Linked DNA regions of Pan troglodytes: region 1 is linked to region 2. A link is a contact called in public HiChIP or PLAC-seq data. All regions are on one chromosome and are shown on one strand. The core of a region is the stretch at or near the end of the contact, and the rest is flanking DNA. Distances in the headings are between cores, read along the strand shown.

Region 1 (3,311 bases), core at 287-2,786, 210 kb before region 2:
TTTTGTCTTAATAATGTGAAACTCCATTACGTTGTCTATTTTTTTCTCTTTTTCAGAAAAGCTCAGAAGAAACAGACACGATCTGGTAAGAATTGTTAGTAATAAAAGAGTTGTCCCTATGGGGTGGTTTAATCTCAGAGATTTTTGCCTTAGATACACCAGACTATTAAGAGATAATTTTACAAGACATTTTGAGGTCAAGGCAGCAGCTGCACCCAGCAAAGGGGTGGGGGTGGGGGATTTGCTGTTATTATAATTTTCTCCGGCATGCTCTTTCACGAGATATGAATATAAACCCTTTCTTAAAAAAAGTCATATTTAAGAGACCTATATTTCGTATTCACAAGTACATCAGTGCAGTCCCTTGCACTTGTATCTAAAACGCTAATTACGATAAAGCTTTATAAGTAATTTCAGTTTGTTCCATAATAGAATGGTTCATGTGAAGACTTTGATCTGAAAGATTAACACTTTCTGTAGAAACCAAAGGGCGCATCTTCTTACAGAACACGGGTTTTGAGTTAATTTAGGCATTCAACAGAGGCCACTGTTACAGGGAATGCAAAAATGACCCGATGTAACTCTTTGTTGAGCTTTAAAATTACTGTAATTTTCAAAGTGATCTTGGGAACCCATAAAATCTTAACAAAGATCATAGCGACGCACAGCTCAGGAGAATTTTCCAAGCTTAGTGACTCATGCGTTCAACAAATCTTTACTGAGCGCCTACTGTGTGCCAGGCACCGTGCTAGGCAGGCGCCGTGTTACACATCCTTATCAAGTTTTGGGGAAAAGGTACTTGACAAAGACCCAGCAGGGAAAAACACAGCGTTGAATTGAAAAACCGAAGACAAAACGACACTCGAGTATTTAATTTTGTAAAAGGTTCCTTCCTAGTCCTGCTATGGGGGACTTTGCAGCGAACTTGCAGAAGGCGGCAGATAGAGCTGGGGTCTGAGGGTGTCTTCGATATGGCAACTCCCCAAGCCCGAGAGCGCGGCCAAAGGTGAGGGTGCGGGGAGAGGGCGCCCGGGCGGCCTGGGCCCCGCGCACCTGGCACGGCCGGCACGGCCAACCCGGCAGGCACCACTGGGCGGGCTGAGAACCCGCGGCCCGGGCCCCGCTGAGCCCGAGCAGCACTGGCGCAGTGGCCGCTCGCCACTTCGGGCCGCATTCTTGCCACGGCTCCGCCAGCCGCCGGTGCTCGGGCTGGAGGTGGGCTAGCGCGTTCTGGCCTCGGGCTTCCCGGGCGTGCGCGGACCAAGGCTCACTCCCTCACGTCCCCCACCGGCCCCGACACCTTCCCTTCCCGGGCCTGCCTCCCGTCTTTACCCTAGCGGCGACCACGGCCAGCGACTCTCTTCAGGCTGCCAGCGGTGCGGACAGGGGCGGGCGCCAGAGCCCTGCTCGCGGAAGGGCGAGGCGAGCGCTCTAGGCCCGCTCCCGGCGCGGGGCGCGGGAGGGCGGCGAGGCCGCGACCGGGGCCGTGGGCTTGCAACTGTGCCCCAGCCCCAGGCTACCCGCTGGGAACGCATTCGCCCCACCCGCGCCGGGGTCGCGGCCCCGCCTCCCTCCCCGGGGCTGGGCAGCGAGAAGGCGGGGCCTTCGAGCTTGAGGCGGGGCGGGAAGGAAACTACAATTCCCAGCAGGTCTTGCGCTGGGGCCGTGGAGGCCTCTGGGAGAGTGGGTCTCCTTTGGCTTCCCCAATTGTGTGGGGGCTGCCATTGACCCGGTGTCGCCGCAGAACCGAGGTCGCCGAGTGATGATGTTGTGAAGTCGCCCGCCTGTCCCTGCCACGCCCGGGCGGTTGCTGGCAGTGGGAGCAGCGGCAGCAGCTTCGGCTGCTGCTTTCAGGCTGCCGCTTCATTAGGGGCTTCCTGAGGAAGCGCGGGCGGACGACAGAGGATGCCGAACCACTCCAGTGAGTAAGCTATCCGCGCACAACCCGAACTTGCCCTTGACAACTTCCCCGGAAAGCGGAGGGACCTCCTCGTCCCAAGGTCCTCCGGTACCCGGAGGTCACGCGCGGACGTCGGAGCAGGAGGCTGGGTGCTGGAGGGCTGGGTCCGGGTCCCGCGGTGAGGAGTGGGTTGTTTCCTAAGTGTGGGTGCAAAGTAATGGGCGCTAGGCGCTGGCGTCGGGATTCAGCCCAGCTGCACATCTGAGGCTTGGCAGCTTCTCATAGCGCCTTATCCTCTGCCATACAGCATCCATCTGGAGCCCTGTCTTTTAGGATGAGTGGCTTTAGGGTCGGGCATTAAACCTTAAGCTTCAGTCGCCATCTGTGATGTAAGTGGGAGGAAAGGGTATTGGAAAGAGCTCTTTCTGGGTCAAATAGAGTTGGGCTTTTCTTGCAATTGATTTTGAGCCAGATGCCACATATCTTGAAAAAGAAAAACGGCTGACTTTAGTTTGAAGCGTAAATAATAGATATTCGCACATGTCCTTTTTAGTAGCAGCCCAAAAATTGAATTTCAACTTAAAAAAAAATCTGCGTCATAATAATAGGGATAAGTTCAGTTACTTGCTCTTGCTCATGCACCTTTTGCTTAGACCTGCTGTTTCTACGTCAGAAAAAAAAAACAAGTAACTTCACGGAAATTCATCAAGTTGATGGAATGGACCATAGGAACAAAAGGAACACTTTCAGTTCTTGGTCTCCGTAAATCTTCCCGACGTTTAGATCTTTGCTGTTGACTTGGAAGTCTGAGGTACAGTAGTCTCCAAATAGCACGTTAATGGTGGTGACATGACACTTAAAAACAAATTGTGAAGGACATTTGGAGGTGAGAAAGGTCAGGGATGAAGACATTTTATCATCCCAGCAGTTATTCCAACTTTCTTTCTTTTTTTTTTTTTTTAAGACAGAGTCTCGCTCTGTCGCCAGGCTGGAGTGCAGTGGGGTGGTCTCGGCTCACTGCAACCTCCGCCTCCCGGATTCAAGCGATTCTCCTGCCTCAGCCTGCAGAGTAGCTAGGACTACAGGCGCGCACCACCACGCCCAGCTAATTTTTGTGTTTTTAGTAGAGATGGGGTTTCACCATGTTGGCCAGGATGGTCTCGATCTCTTGACCTCATGATCCACCCGCTTTGGCCTCCCAAAGTGCTGGGATTACAGACGTGAGCCGCCACAACCAGCTCCAGTTTTCTATTTTTAAAATTAAGTAATGTCCAGCAAGTCTCAGACATTTAGCAAGCACATACCATGTGAAAGACAGTGTTTTGTTATCTTACACACTTATTCATATGATGGAAGAGGTTTGTTAGAAAGAACCAACATTTGGCCGGGCGCTGTGGCTCACTCCTGTAAT
Region 2 (3,477 bases), core at 750-3,249:
ATATAGTAGATTTTAGCCCAATTATATTGACAATTACATTAAATGAAAATGGACTAAATACTGTAATTTTAAGAAAAGTACCTTCCAGAATACATTTTTCTATAATAAAAGAAAAACTTGAACAATACACCACTTACGGCAGACACATTTCAAGTATAAGAACACCGAAACACTGAAAGTATAAGGATGGAAAAAGATGTACCAACTGATATCATTATACTAATATCACATAAGGCAGACATAAAGGAAAAATGATCCTAATTTAAAATGAGAAATTGACAATCTACAGTCATAGTGTAAGATTTTTATGTTCCCTTCTCGATAATGGGTAAGAAAGACAGACAAGCGGTAGAGTTATACAAGATTTGAACAACACAATTAACCTTGACCTAAATAACATAAAATCTTGACCTAAGTAACATAAAATCAATTATGTTAGTGCCTTTCTTTCCTCATTCATACAGTCACTGTAATAGTGACTCCTGCATGTGAAGGTTATTATGAGAATCAAAAGAGTTAATACATGCAAATTCTTAGAACTCCTGGCATGCAGAGTAAATTCATAATAAGTAGGAACTTAACCAAGAAATAAAATCCTAAGTATATTGCTTTCATCTAGTGGTCACATTATATAAAAATACAAAAATTTTTATAATGTGGTCATATTATCTAAAAATGTGAAATCAGCCGGGTGCAGTGGCTCACGCCTGTAATCCCAGCACTTTGGGAGGCCAAGGTGGGTAGATCACTTGGGGCCAGAAGTTTGAGACCAGCCTGGCCAACATGGTGAGACCCCCCCCATCTCTACTAAAAATACAAAAAAAAAAAAAAAAAAAAAAAAAAAAAATTAGCCAGGCATGGAAGCAGGTGCCTGTAATCCCAGCTACTCAGGAGGCTGAGACACGAGAATCACCTGAACCCGGGAGGCGGAGATTGCAGTGAGCTGAGATCGCGCCACTGCACTCCAGGCTAGGCGACAGAGCAAGACTCCCTCTCAAAAAAAAATAAAAAAGAATAACTTTTCACTATGTGAGCCATTGTCGTTTAGTGCATAATGTCTGCGTACTACCCAGTATCCCCTGCGGCTCCTCCACAGTTGTGGGGTCCCGCACTATAGGAAGACAATGCATTTTAGCTCAGAGTACAGGTCTCAAAAACTTGGCTAAATACTTCCCCCATCCACTCATACCAGTGTACAGGGAACAATAATGGATTAATAACCAAAGAGAGGGCAGGAAGGTCCCAACTGGCATCTGCTCCACTCGGCCCACTGGTGTCTAGATAGGGAACAGTAATAGCGTTCACCACTTCTCTTTCCCCCAAATCTCCTCTGGAAATTCCAGGCTTACCTCAATATTCCCAAGGTTCAAGTGACCAACTCAAGGGCTCAGGCGGCCAAGGCCCAACCTCACGTGCCCAGAAAGTGGACGCACCCAGGGGCTGCTCCTGGAAGGAAGGAGAAATGACGGTGAGTAGAAGCCCATGTCAGCCTCTCTGGCTGGGCCCTCCTTCTACTGATGTCTTGACCCGCAGCCCACAGCCTCTGGGCAAGGAACTAAAGTCGTTTTGAGTCAGCAGGGTCAGACTTCTAGAAGCAGCCAGCTAAGGTAAAATATCTGTCTTCTACTCCCTGGAAAGCAGTCTGGAGAGGTGGAACCGGCCCAGACTTCAGTATCAGGCAGATCTGGATTCAAATCCCAGCTCTGCCTCTCACTTGCTGAGGACTCTAAACACCTCCTTTTGCTCCACCCAGCCTCCATCTTTTCACGTGGAAAAGAACTGCTTGGTAAGGTTGCTGTGGGGAGTGAATAAAGCAATATACATAGTGCTTAATCTCACAGACAGCAGATGCTCCAGAAATGCTAATTCTCTTGCCCACTGGTATTCCTCAGGCAGCCACCAGTCACCTTCTTCTGAAGCTGTTGGCGGGGTACAGGCAGGCAGGAAGCTCAGTCTGAACAACCAGCCTTCAGACCAGCTCAGACACAAGGTGAAACAGAAACCAAAAACTCAGAGCACATGACTTACCTCCTCCAAACCTTTGCTCCAACCACTGCCACTCCCCAGGGAACGCCCTCCCCGTCTCCTCCCGCCCACTGCGGAGAGTGCTCCCATTCTCCACCGTTTATCACACACTTGTTTCTCACTTCCTGGCACTGTGAGTTGTCGTTTATTAACTGGTTTATTTTCTTCTTGGAAAAATAATTTTTTTAAAAAATATACCTTATCTATGCACACAAAGCAGCCCCCCAATTCATGAATGGATATGCTTGTGGTTTGTATTTGCATTTTAATTACTAAGCAATCTGGCTCATCCCTTTGTGCAAAGCATTGCCTTAGGTTACAGTGTAGGAAACTGTATCAGCTCATCCTAGCACTGTTATAAAGAAATACCTAAGACTGGATAATTTATAAAGAAAAGAGGTTTAACTGGCTCACAGTTCCACAGGCTGCACAGGAAGCATAGTGACATCCGCTTCTGGGGAAGCCTCACTGTATTTATTTATTTGAAGGACTGATTTTTTTACAAAGTGAAAACTTCTCCCATGGCCTCTTCAATGCTTCCTTGAGGTCCCCGCTGTTAACATTTTGATTCTTTCAGACTTTTTTCTAGGCTTATAAAGCCATAGTAATTCTTGCTCTGCCACTTACTAGCTGCGTGACCTTGGGCAAGTTACTTAACGTCTCAGTGCCTTCCTCGGCTCATTCATAAAGTAGCTATAATGATTCCTGCATGTGAAGGTTATTATGAGAACAAAATGAGTTAATACATGCAAAATACTTAGCTCCTGGCATGCAGAGTAAAGACATAAATACATAATAAGTAGAAACAAATATTGTTTTATATACAGAGAGAGAAAGAGAGACATCACATATACCATTTTGTTTACAAAAGCAGGGTAAGTATACTGTGCCAGTATCAATCATTGTGTTGCATCTGAGCTCCAATTCCACTCTGTTCTGTTTGGTGACACCAAGCTACATCCCATAAAAAGATCTCCTTTGCCAGCGGCACAATTTTACTGGCTTTGTCAGTAGAGGGCGCCAGAGGGACGGTGCAAGGCCTAGCAGAGGACTGGATTTCTCTTCCGGGTTCTGGTGCTTCTCTTCCTGCTCTTAACGCCATGACTGCCAGCAGCTTGTAGAACCAGTGGTGCTCACCTTCAGGGAACTTTGGCAGCCTCCCAGCGGGCAGCTTTCTGCTCACCAGCCGGGGCTTGCTGACTGCAGACAGCTTGAGTGCTCTTGTACCTTTAGCAGTTAGCCTTCTTTTACTAGTTAATAATTCTTCATATTACATTTTCCCTTTCAAATTACTGGTGTGCTTTCCATCTCTAAGTGGACCCTAACTTTTAGCTCATGCCTAGTATCTATCAGATAGCTTGTAAAATTTATTTAACCATTCCCCTATTGAAGGGAATGTGAGTATTATCGTTTCCAGTTTTCAGCTGTTATACCCTGTGCAGTAGTGAACAT

Evidence for each region. HiChIP or PLAC-seq counts read pairs in DNA pulled down with a chosen protein or histone mark.
Region 1: an H3K4me3 HiChIP or PLAC-seq map of stem cell-derived excitatory neurons shows a contact between it and region 2, with 7 times the contacts expected there. The contact joins the promoter of STRADB here to the promoter of CASP8 in region 2. A contact is called at or near these places in 1 of 7 Hi-C or Micro-C datasets (stem cell-derived neural progenitor cells) and 1 of 1 datasets of contacts at active chromatin or transcription factors (stem cell-derived excitatory neurons).

What each region holds. Positions count from the first base shown.
Region 1 is chr13:103,478,559-103,481,869 of NHGRI_mPanTro3-v2.0_pri, reverse strand. It overlaps STRADB (STE20 related adaptor beta), which reads right to left and starts at 1,536. Exons shown (of 12, transcript NM_001280201.1): 1 at 1,333-1,536. TRAK2 (trafficking kinesin protein 2) reads left to right here and starts at 1,665. Exons shown (of 16, transcript NM_001428160.1): 1 at 1,665-1,921.
Region 2 is chr13:103,264,129-103,267,605 of NHGRI_mPanTro3-v2.0_pri, reverse strand. It overlaps CASP8 (caspase 8), which reads right to left and starts at 1,999. Exons shown (of 10, transcript XR_010150205.1): 1 at 1,840-1,999; 2 at 1,350-1,446.